2 separate regions of the Mus musculus genome follow, and region 1 is linked to region 2. Evidence: chromatin contacts called from public Hi-C data. All regions are on one chromosome and are shown on one strand. The core of a region is the stretch at or near the end of the contact, and the rest is flanking DNA. Distances in the headings are between cores, read along the strand shown.

What was found. A called contact is a pair of places that touch in the nucleus more often than the background predicts.
Region 1: a Hi-C map of the C2C12 cell line shows a contact between it and region 2, with 2.7 times the contacts expected there. The contact joins two enhancer-like sites. A contact is called at or near these places in 1 of 15 datasets of contacts at CTCF or cohesin (the NIH/3T3 cell line), 5 of 484 Hi-C or Micro-C datasets (the 3T3-L1 cell line, 3T3-L1-derived adipocytes, the C2C12 cell line and 2 more) and 1 of 115 datasets of contacts at active chromatin or transcription factors (embryonic fibroblasts).

What each region holds. Positions count from the first base shown.
Region 1 is chr15:53,061,190-53,066,710 of GRCm38.p6, reverse strand. No RefSeq gene overlaps it. Among named protein-coding and RNA genes, the nearest start is that of Gm41323, 130 kb to the right of the region's middle. Within about 2 kb of position 2,875, at least 30 of the 459 cell types and tissues checked have an H3K27ac peak or open chromatin away from gene starts, as enhancers often do. A contact at or near this core is called in the C2C12 cell line, where this site is marked.
Region 2 is chr15:52,966,330-52,971,791 of GRCm38.p6, reverse strand. No RefSeq gene overlaps it. Among named protein-coding and RNA genes, the nearest start is that of Gm41323, 36 kb to the right of the region's middle. Within about 2 kb of position 3,816, at least 34 of the 459 cell types and tissues checked have an H3K27ac peak or open chromatin away from gene starts, as enhancers often do. A contact at or near this core is called in the C2C12 cell line, where this site is marked.

The sequences.
Region 1 (5,521 bases), core at 1,626-4,125, 96 kb before region 2:
TTATCAGAATGGTAGTATAACGTATCTTCTTTACAAGCATGAATGTAACAGGTTGTTAAATCACCACAAGCTAATCTAAAACTTAAGTTGTCACCTTGGTTTACAAAGCAGTGTCTGCAACTGTACTCGTCAGTCCCAAGAGTGGATTCAAAGAACTGCTCTGCCAGGTTTACCTGTCGTAAAGCTCACAGGGCACACAGTCCCCACAAGTAGCATGTGCCGTAATTACAAATGAGAATAAGAACTGACACGCATCTCATCTCCTTTAAGTCTCCACAGTTGAATTTTGTCATTCTCTGGAGTAATTCTCTCTGGGATGCCAGCTAGCGTGTTCTCTGCTCATTTGGAAGATGCAGTTGGGAATTGAACAATGCTAAGCAAATCAGTGAAGCCCAACAGCAAGATGTAGTTTTAATTCTCTTAGGAAAGAGTTGTAGATTGCATTGCAATAAGTTGACAAATCATAGCCAGTGTTAAAGGATGTCAGGAGTTATCTCTCGGCCAGCTTTAATGATAACCAGGGCCAACATGTGTTGAGTTGGTAAGCTGCCAAGGGTAGAGATTATACTACAAACCATTTAATGAATCACATGAAGAAACTCCATAGGGGACTCAGCCACTTATGATTTTCACACATTTTTTTCCAGCCCTATGTTAGTATATGTGTTCTTCAAAATAAGTGATTTAAAAGCTGGCTATGTATTTATATGAAAAGATTTAAACAACCATTAAGGTTTACCTCTGCATTATATATTAAACGTATCATCACTTTTGTTGACAAACAACAACAACAAAAAGAATGATCCGAAGTTGAGACTAGAGAGAAAAATCCAGGCAATAATCCTTGTATTCATGTCACCAGATACTGCACAGCTCGGTGGGCATAGCAAGGCATGTGAGCACGTGTTTTCAGAGATGACGTGTCCGAAAAAAGGGGCATCTCAGGTCTGGAATTGAATGTGCGTTACAGTTTAACTTCTTCTTGTTCCACATGGTGCTCAAAGAAGGCTCAATCCCCGTGGAGTCCTTCAGTTCCCCTTTTGAAAATGATTTTTGCTTTTCATTACAGTAGGCTATGTTAGCCTTTATTTTTGGTGGCTCTCAAATTCCTGGTGACTTGAAGGAACATTATGCTAGTGGCCTTTCATAAAGGTTGCTGAACTTTAATTTAGTCATGGTTGAGGTGAGGAGACTTATGGACTATTTAAAATTAAAACAAAATTTTTCAAAAAAGGATGCTTGATTGAACCACTAATGAAATTTTAATCAACTTTGTTTGAAAGATGGAGAGAAGGCAGAGAGCTTCATTGGGGTAGAAGCTGAGTGAGATTCATACTGGACAAGACTGGATTAGAAATGCAAATGCCGAGACAAGCTTCCTCCAACTGGAACTATCATATCTTACTGGGGGCGGGGTCTCTGAGAGGTCCAGTTTGAAGGCTATCAGCTCTTGCCATGAACTGTGAGATACCAAGTTCCTGGTTTCTACTAGCTTCCATCACCAGCATACAGCCAGGGCTACAGTTGGTAAATTCACTTACCTGGATCCTGACAGCTGTGGACATGGGCCTTTAAAATGTGTCCTCCATTGCTGACTAGCTGTAAGCAAGAAAGACCTTTGGCTGTTGCCTGCAAGTTTGATGGGAACAAAGTTGCTTTGGATTAAATTCTCAGTGGGCAAAACCTGAATGCTGAACTACATTGAACACATCTCACTCACTACTTTAAACCATCAAATGGTAATGAAATTATTCCTAGACTCCATGTTTCCATTGAAAGGGTGAAGTGGGATGAAACATCCTAAGACGGGTTTACCCCATCAGTTCGGTAATAATATCCAGGAACTCTGGATACGAAACCTGTGGGTTTTGATAGTAAAGGTGATTTCTGGCTGGAAGCCATGTCTCCTCTTTGCCCTTTCCAAAAATCAAAGGATATTGTTTCTTTTTACTTAGCTGAGGCTATAGTTGTCACTGTCCTAGAGTGCCAATATGTTCTAGATCAACAGCATGGGTGAGATACTTGGTAGGCAGAGTCTTATTGTTGTTTAAAATCAAGTCAAGCTGGCCTTCCAGGCACACTATTTTTGTATTGATCTGCCTTTCAGATCTCAAAGGTCATTTGATTTCTGCAATAGCATTCTGTTCTATAGGAGCACATTCCTCTCATTTTAGTTGTAATTATTACTAAAATTAGGGCCATGCAAATGACCTGGTTACCACGAAATGAACTGTATATTTATGCTAAGTAAAAATGTATAGGATATGCTGAGAGTTAAAAAAAAAAAGACATGGAAAACTGGAACTATTTTAGGTGGCAAATTGTAACAAAAAATAGTAAATCTTATTTTGTATACAATGTACATTTGGGACCCTTTTTCTAATACATGGCCAATGTTATTGTGGTGTCAACACAGGTCTTTTTTGGAGTGTTTTCCACATTTGTTACAGAGTATTAATGATTTAGTGCAATTGAGTCCTAAAGTGTGTGAGAGAGTGCAAGAAATTTCAAAGCCATAGATCTTGATTTACGTCACTGACCTGTGTAACTTTATGTCTGGGTTTTGCCATTTAAGATAGATTGTTTTATAGAGTGTCACCAAAGACTTTTTCCTTCAGATTTATAGAAGAATAAAAAGAGAAATTATTAATAAATGACATGACTTTTCATCTATGTGGGTCTGATTCCATTTTTTTCCCTGTTGGGTACAGAAGATCCAGAAAGAACTAATGTTTTGAAAATCCTAACATTTCCATGAGGGTTCTGGGGAAGTCAGGCACATGAGGTTCCATTGAATATGCTTGGGTGGAGGCCTAACTCTCACAGCTGGGCTGCAGCCCAGCACCCAACAACAGTCATCTTCCAGGCCAGATGCAGCTGTACTGTTGGAAATTGCCCAAGTGGATGGTGGTGATGTGCCCAGTTCACAGTGTTCCTCCATATGAATGCTGGGACAAAGTGGCAGGGCTGGGTCCCAGAGCATCTGGAGCCTGACAGCTGTGGCCATTACCCCCACTTGGTTTCAACTACTGCCTGGAGCTCATGAATTACTGGCTGGCAAAGAATTTATTAGACTGGCATTTCTCAAAAGGTTTTAAAAATGCACCCAGGTGTGCTACAGCTACCACTCAGGGCTACTATAGTGAGGGTTGGTGGTGGTAATGAGCCTCTTTTTCACACTTGTTCCTCTTTGCCTCCTTTTTACTCTAGTGGTATCTCCTCCCCATCTCCACTACTCTTCTACACTATATTTACATATTCTCGAGGAGAGGCATAAGTCACCACCTTCTCATACTTGGAATGGAGAAAAGGGCAAATTTCATTTGGAATTTTGGTTTGTTTTGTGACATCCATCAAAGTTTTTTGTTATGTATTTCAATTTGTTCTTCTGTAAAAGTGTAGCAAAATGTGTATTATGTATGTATGTATGTATGTATGTATATATGTATGTATGTATGTTTATATACCTACATGCATGCATGCATGTAAATAAATATATGGACAATGACCGTATACCAAGCACTGTGTGAAGTCAGGATGTGGTTAGAGAATGCAAGTGTAAGGCACCTGAGTTCTGGCTTAGAAATGACTGGGCCCATTCTTGACTTCCAACTTTACAAAATCTGGCCCCAGACTATGACTCATGATAGAATCATTCCCCAGTTGGAGGACAAATGAGAAGGCTAGTTGGGTAAGTTACTTTTAAATTAGGTCCCAGCCCACCTCACAGATGTTTCAAGGAGTGCTATTGCTTACAGAAATACCTGGAGCAAATTGCAAATTACAGATGGTGCTGCTTTATGGTCCAAGCAGTTCCACCAAGTCTACTGGCGAGAGGACTGGAAGTTATTTGTGGACACCTGAGTCATCCTATACCGGCCTCCCCCAACTTTGAGCCATCTTTCTGGCTTTCAGAACTCAAAGTACTGCAAGAAAGATTGAAACAATGTGCCTGCTCTTCCAGACACAGCTGTACTCTGGCAGATACAGAAGAGATCTAGTGGTCATTATGCAGTCCAGCAGGTTCAAGACTTAGCAGGGGGCTTGTTTGTTTGTTTCTTTGTTTTGTGGTTTTTCTAGAATTATTGTTTATTTTATGTATGTGAGTACACTGTAGATATCTTCAGACACAGCACAAGGGGCCATCAGATCCAGTTACAGATGGTTGTGAGCCATCATGTGGTTGCTCGGAATTGAACTCTCTGGAAGAGCAGTCAATGCTCTTAACCACTGAGCCATCTCTCCAGCCCTGACTTACCAGCTTTTGAACTCAGACATACTAGCTGTCAAAGTGCAATGGTTAAAAACATCCTTTGGTACCCCACCTTCTAAAATTAGAATCTTGACTCTCTGCAGATCCGTAACTTCATTAAACTCAGCTGAACTTTCTATGCCTATGAAGAAACTATGAAGTTTCTTCATGTTAGCACAACTGTATGCCTCATAGACTTCTCACAAGGAATATATGAATTAGTAAATATAAAGGTGTTTAAACATAGCACCTAATGTAAACAGTGTGTGATTATCACCTTTTCTTAATAATCAGTATTTTACTAAAAGGGCTTCTATTAAAATCTTTCCTTTGACCTGTTAAGGAAAACAATTTTTTTTATCTTAATGTTTAGAATTTCATAACCCAATGAACTGTAGTCTTTCTAATGTCATCTGCACCTCTTATTTTCCATTGGACTCATGTTTTACTGCTTACTAACATGAAATCATCATAGAATTCAGGAATGAGCTATCCATCAGCAGAAATGATGCTAAACTGCATTTGTCTTTTCTGGCTGAACTTCCTGGAGGGCTGTTTCTCATTCTCAGTGGAATATGTTTGAGGTAGCTCAGGACTTAAATGAAGCCTGGGTGTTAATCCTTATTGTTTTCCCTTTCCTGGTGGTTTAAATTGTGTGAAGAAAGAAGATATAATTCTTGCCAACCTGTAAATTATTTGCCAAGCTTGAATTTCTATTCCAAACTGAACATAAATAACCTGATTTCTTTGGCCAGATCTACTTGTAAAACTGGCCAAAATGTGTCTTTCATCAGACAGGAACGGACTGTCCTATTAGAATAAAAAAAATGGTTAAACTGGACATAATGAAACCTTGAGACTACTTTAAGTATTCCCTGAAGATCCATATATATGTAGCATTTTACAACACACTTTTTACAAATGAAGCACACATTTGAATGCCTGCATTCTATTATACAGTTTTATACATTATTTTATATTTTATACTATATTATTATATTATATTGTTATTATACAATATTCTATTTATACAGTTTATTATACAGTATATTATACTCTATTATACAGTTATTGCATATGTGTCATATTTTAACCCAACTTTAACCATTAGGAATTCAGTAACTTTGCAGTTTCTGACCACTTGTGGTATATATGTAAGGTGTTCAATCAGTAAGATCAACGCTGCAGTAAATATTCCTAGAGATAAATCATTGTTCACACCTATGACAATTCTTTTAGGGTAATTCATAGATATGATGTTGGCTTTTC
Region 2 (5,462 bases), core at 2,567-5,066:
AGGGAACTGCAACCCTATAGGTGGAACAACAATATGAACTAACCAGTACCCGGGAGCTCTTGTCTTTAGCTGCATATGTATCAAAAGATGGCCTAGTCGGCCATCACTGCAAAGAGAGGCCCATTGGACTTGCAAACTTTATATGCCCCAGTACAGGGGAACGCCAGGGCCAAAAAGGGGGAGTGGGTGAGTAGGGGATTGGGGGGGTGGGTATGGGGGACCTTTGGGATAACATTGAAAATGTAAATGAGGAAAATACCTAAAAAAAAAAAAGAATACCCAAGATATAAGATACAATTTGCTAAACGCATGAAACTCAAGAAGAACTAAGACCAAAGTGTGGACACTTTGCCCCTCCTTAGAATTGGGAACAAAACACCCATGGAAGGAGTTACAGAGACAAAGTTTGGAGCTGTGTCAAAAGGATGGACCATCTAGAGCCTGCCATATCCAGGGTTCCATCCCATAATCAGCTTCCAAATGCTGACACCATGTCATATACTAGCAAGATTTTGCTGAAAGGACCCAGATATAGCTGTCTCTTGTGAGACTATGCCGGGGCCTAGCAAACACAGAAGTGGATGATCACAGTCAGCTATTGTATGGATCACAGGGCCCCCAATGGAGGAGCTAGAGAAAGTCCCCAAGGAGCTAAAGGGATCTGCAACCCTATAGGTAGAACAACATTATGAACTAACCAGTACCCTGGAGCTCTTGACTCTAGCTGCATATGTATCAAAAGATGGCCTAGTCGGCCATCACTGGAAAGAGAGGCCCATTGGACTTGCAAACTTTATATGCCCCAGTACAGGGGAATGCCAGGGCCAAAAAGTGGGAGTGGGTTGGTAGGGGAGTGGGAGCGAGGGTATGGGGGACTTTTGGGATAGCATTGGAAATATAAATGAGGAAAATACCTAATAAAAAGTATTAAAAAAAAAGAGGGAGACAGAAGGGGCAAATAGTAAATAAGAAGGTAAAAGGCAGAGTGCTGCATTATTTGATTTTATTTGATCCCTTCTCCCTTAAAACTATGACAGTCATGAAAAACTGATATTGAGCGTGGAAAGCATAGAAGGTATTGAGTTTCATTTCAAAGTGGTGTAGTGATAGACAAACGCAACACTAGAGGAATCGAGATCAGAGATGGAGCAGGGCTGCTGCTATAAAACTCTTGGGAACTAGCAGAAATATTGTGGCAATGTTCTCTAAGGCCTTGAAAATGAGAAGGTCAACATACTTACTTTAAAAAAAGATTTATTGATTTTATCTATGAGTGTTTTCTCTTCATGTGCAGCTGTGTGCCAAAAAAGTGCATTGAAGCTAACAGGACTACAGTTTTACCTGGTTGTAATTTGCCATGTGGATGCTGGGAATTACCTCTGGAGGAACAACCAGTGCTCCTAACGAATGAGCTATCTCTCCGGTTACACACTTTTCTTACCTCCCATGATCAAGAGAGTAATTAAAAGCTTTTATACATAAAGAATTATGCCACAAAAGCACAACAGTGGCATTTAAGGATGTAGAATAAGAATAGCTGGGTGTGGTATCACACACCTTTAATGCCAGCACTCAAAAGCTGGAGGTTGGCTAATGTGTGTGAGTTCAATGCCAGCCTGGTCTATATATTGAATTTTAGAACAGCCAGAGCTTGATATTGAGACCCTGTCTTGATAAATGAATAAATAAATAAATTAGAAGAAATAATTGATTTCTTGGATTCATTGGATGTGGAAGAAGGGATTTCTTGTAGTGTTTTTTTTTTTTATTATTATACGTGAGTATAAAGATATACATTGAAAAGCTATAAGAAGTTATCTTAATAAAGTGATTAGGAATAAAAGATATTTTAGGAAAAGAAAGTGCTATAGTTAAGTATTTGGATAAAATTATCCTCCAACGAGTGGACAATGTCCCTATTAGACACGACAGGCTAACAAATAAAAAGTTCAATACCAGGAATGAATTACCATTTTTGGACTTGTTAGCCAACAAGTACCATAGACTTCACATACAGGGTAAACAGGGTATTGCTATTTCTCTTGGTCACCTTCTAGAACTTTTTGTTATCCTATTGCTGAAGACACTACATACTTTAGTAAAGACACTACGTTTTCCATAGGACATGGAAAAATCAAGTCAGTATTAAACTGAATGATGCGTCCATGCTGTGTCACTTTTGTAGCTCCCAAAGGTGCTATGACTATCACTGGAGTAGAAAAGCAATCTCTAGTCTTGTCTTACTTAGCTGTGAACCCTGTGAACTACAATAATGACTATCCTGATAAGACCTGCCTGCTGGTAGAATAATGGCAGTAATGCTATGGAAGTAACCAAATTCTTTGTGGGGAAGGGGATGGATTTAGGCCCACTGCACAGATAGAACCCATATCTGACATTGTTACTAGGATCAAGAACCTGTGGCTAGATAGGTTATAGGCTCTAGAGGAGAATCTGTTACTATTATGATGCTAAATGAACAGAATATTAAACCAACTCATACTAAGTTATCACTATACTCATAAGTTAGTAGATCTCTCAACTCTAGTCACTAGAGAATCTTCTTACAGTAGAAGGCAATGAATACAAAGCCATTCTACTGGCCAGTGAGCAGCGAATAAAAGACTATAGTATGCTCAGCCCTGAATAGTATGTTTATATTATACCCTTTCCCCAAAGGCCCAGGGACCACCATGAGAAAGGAGTAAGAAAAATTGTAAGAAGTAACAATAAGGACTCAACAGAGCAGTTGTGTATATGAACTCACAGCAGCTGTGACAGCATAAAATGACCTGCATATGCTCAAGATAAAAATACAATCTCATCATCATGGGAAGGGAAAAATGGGTATAGACTCCCATCCCTGGATAAGGAGTTATTGGCAATTAATAGCTTCCAGGAGAGGAAGAGCTGGATTGGTTTATGGGTATGAGCCATAGTAAGAAGACTGTACATCAGGGGTAGCCTTACACCCAAGAGTAACTGGGCAGTACAACTGAACTTCATGGGTTAAAAAAGAGCAAACCCAAACTTGGATGTCTAGAGAGGTGGGGCAAATTTAAGTGTAGTTGGTGAATACGATACAAATGTTTATGAAATTCTCAAACAATTAACAAAAATATTATTTTAAAATGATAGGAATGATAGGGCTTCATTAAAAAGGAACCCATTCAATCTACTACTGGCAGGGCAGTGTGAGCTGCTTTGAAAATACGTAAGGAAAGGTGTCCGGTACCGTACTAGACTCTACTTTTTAAGCAGGTCAAACTCTAGCTCCACTGCCTTTGAATTATGAAGCATTAAACAAATTATCCAATCTCTTGGAGCCTTGGCTCCCTCCACTATACATTGCTTGCTATGAAAATACACAAGAAAACACTTTTCCCAACACCCTGAATGTAACTAGATGTCAGCTATCAGTGTTTCTTCCACATGTTTAATTTGGTGCAAATGAGTGCGTATTTCACATTATGTGTGCAGGATAATCTTTTTGCTTCTATTGACAGATCGTTTTGTGAACCTTGGAGACAGCAAGAAACTTTTCCAGCTCTTCTGGCAGCAAGGGTGGGGCTATGACTCTTGATTTCTTTCTTTTGGCAAAGAAGAGTTTTCACACAGAGGTAGCATAAATTTGCCTCTCTAAGGGAGGGTGGGGGCTGAGGGTGTTGCTGGGGCGGCTACCACCACCACCACCTAACAGCTTTTCTTGGGAAACTGACCACTCCCTACTGATTTGTTATCATGCTAAACGGTGTCTCCACCCTTCCTAGCTGAAGCTTTTGCAGCTGTTCTGAGGAGACCAGCTGAAAGAGGTCGTTAGGACTCAGAAACAGCTGGGATCTTTAAAGATCTGTCAGCAGCTCCCAGCAAAGTTCCAACACCCTGAGGTAATGATGGGAGGCGGGGTGGGTCTCAGAGGAAGAGCTGATTATGCAATAAGCTAAAGCCCCTTTGATATCTGGTGACAGCTATTAAGAAACTGGCAAGCTGGAGAAGGACATAGGGAAAGCTGGTGAGAGAAGACGTTTCTCTCTAGGGATGGGTTGAAGGCAAACAAATGAGATCGGCTGGGAGATGTCCAGGGTGGGATACAGGAGAAATTTTAAGGCTTTGGGGAATGGCGAACTCATAATTAGCTGGTCAGAACAATCAATAGTCATGCCGATTGTCATTTGCTTACAAATTGCACACCTGGTATCTCTCAGAAAAACCTGGCCACAGACATATTATATTTTCTCCTCTGAAGGTTATGAACAAGAATAGTGTCATCACCCATCACAGCCTCAGCCTTGGGATCCTTGGTCTGAGAATTCCAACACAGAGAACACAGAAACCTTGAAGTTGTAACGGAGGCTGGAGGGGGAGTAGTATTTCCAATAACCACTTGGACAGTTTACAGGAAGACTACACATGAGCTGGGGTTAGACACTAAGCTTTTCATATCCAGAGATTATCACCGTGTATTTTTGGTTCTTTGTATGTTTTACTTGTAAGTTTTAAAAGCTTAACTCTAAACAATATATGGGGAATATTTCCTCATTGATATTCCTTCCTAGGGTCGAAAAGAGTACAGTTTCCTGTTCTAAAACTCATTTAAAAAAAACCCTTTTAAGACAGAATTTCCAAGAACACCATGGTCACTAGAAGCATGGGATATACATGCCTATTTTCTTTGTGATGGGGGATGTGTGAGCATGGGCCCAAACATCTGAAACTGTGAACCAACCCAATCTTGTCTCTTTCAGAATGTTTCTTTGAGGTATTTTATGACAGTCATACAAAGCCGACTAACACAAATACCAATGCCACAAGTTAGTCTAGGCTTTCTGAAGACAGAACCCAGAAGCAAACAGGCCTGTCTCAAACCCTCAAGGTGTCAGACTTACTGGTTAGTCAAGATCAAACAGGTGATAATTACAGTCAGTGTCACAGGGGAAGAAGAGAGATTGTGTGTGTGTGTGTGTGCATGTGGATGCATGTGCCCATGCTTGCATGAGTGTGTAGAGGTCAGGAGTTACAGAGAGTGTCTGTCTTCCTCTCTCCTTCAGCTTGTCATTTGAGACTCGGCTCATCACTGAATCTGGGGTTTACACTGGCTGGCCAGTGGGCTTCAAGTCTGACTCTTTTGCACTGGGGTTCCAGCCAGCACTATCTACCATGCCCAACTTTTCCAAGAGGGCCATGGATCCAATTTCAGGTGCTTACGCTCATACAGCTGGCAATGTACAGACTAAACCATCCCTTGAGCACTGTAAGCAAGAGATTTTGAGTGAGAAGGTCTGGATGTGAGACATGCTGTGCCACTTTCTAGTCATGTGACCTTAAATGCTTATGTAATCTCTGAGTCTCACTTTTGTCATCACACAAAGCGAATGGTGCTATTTATCTCCCAGTGCTATGGTGATGCAGAATAACATTTGATCTCGCGCGCGCCAGACTGGCCAGCAGTAACGACTCTGCAC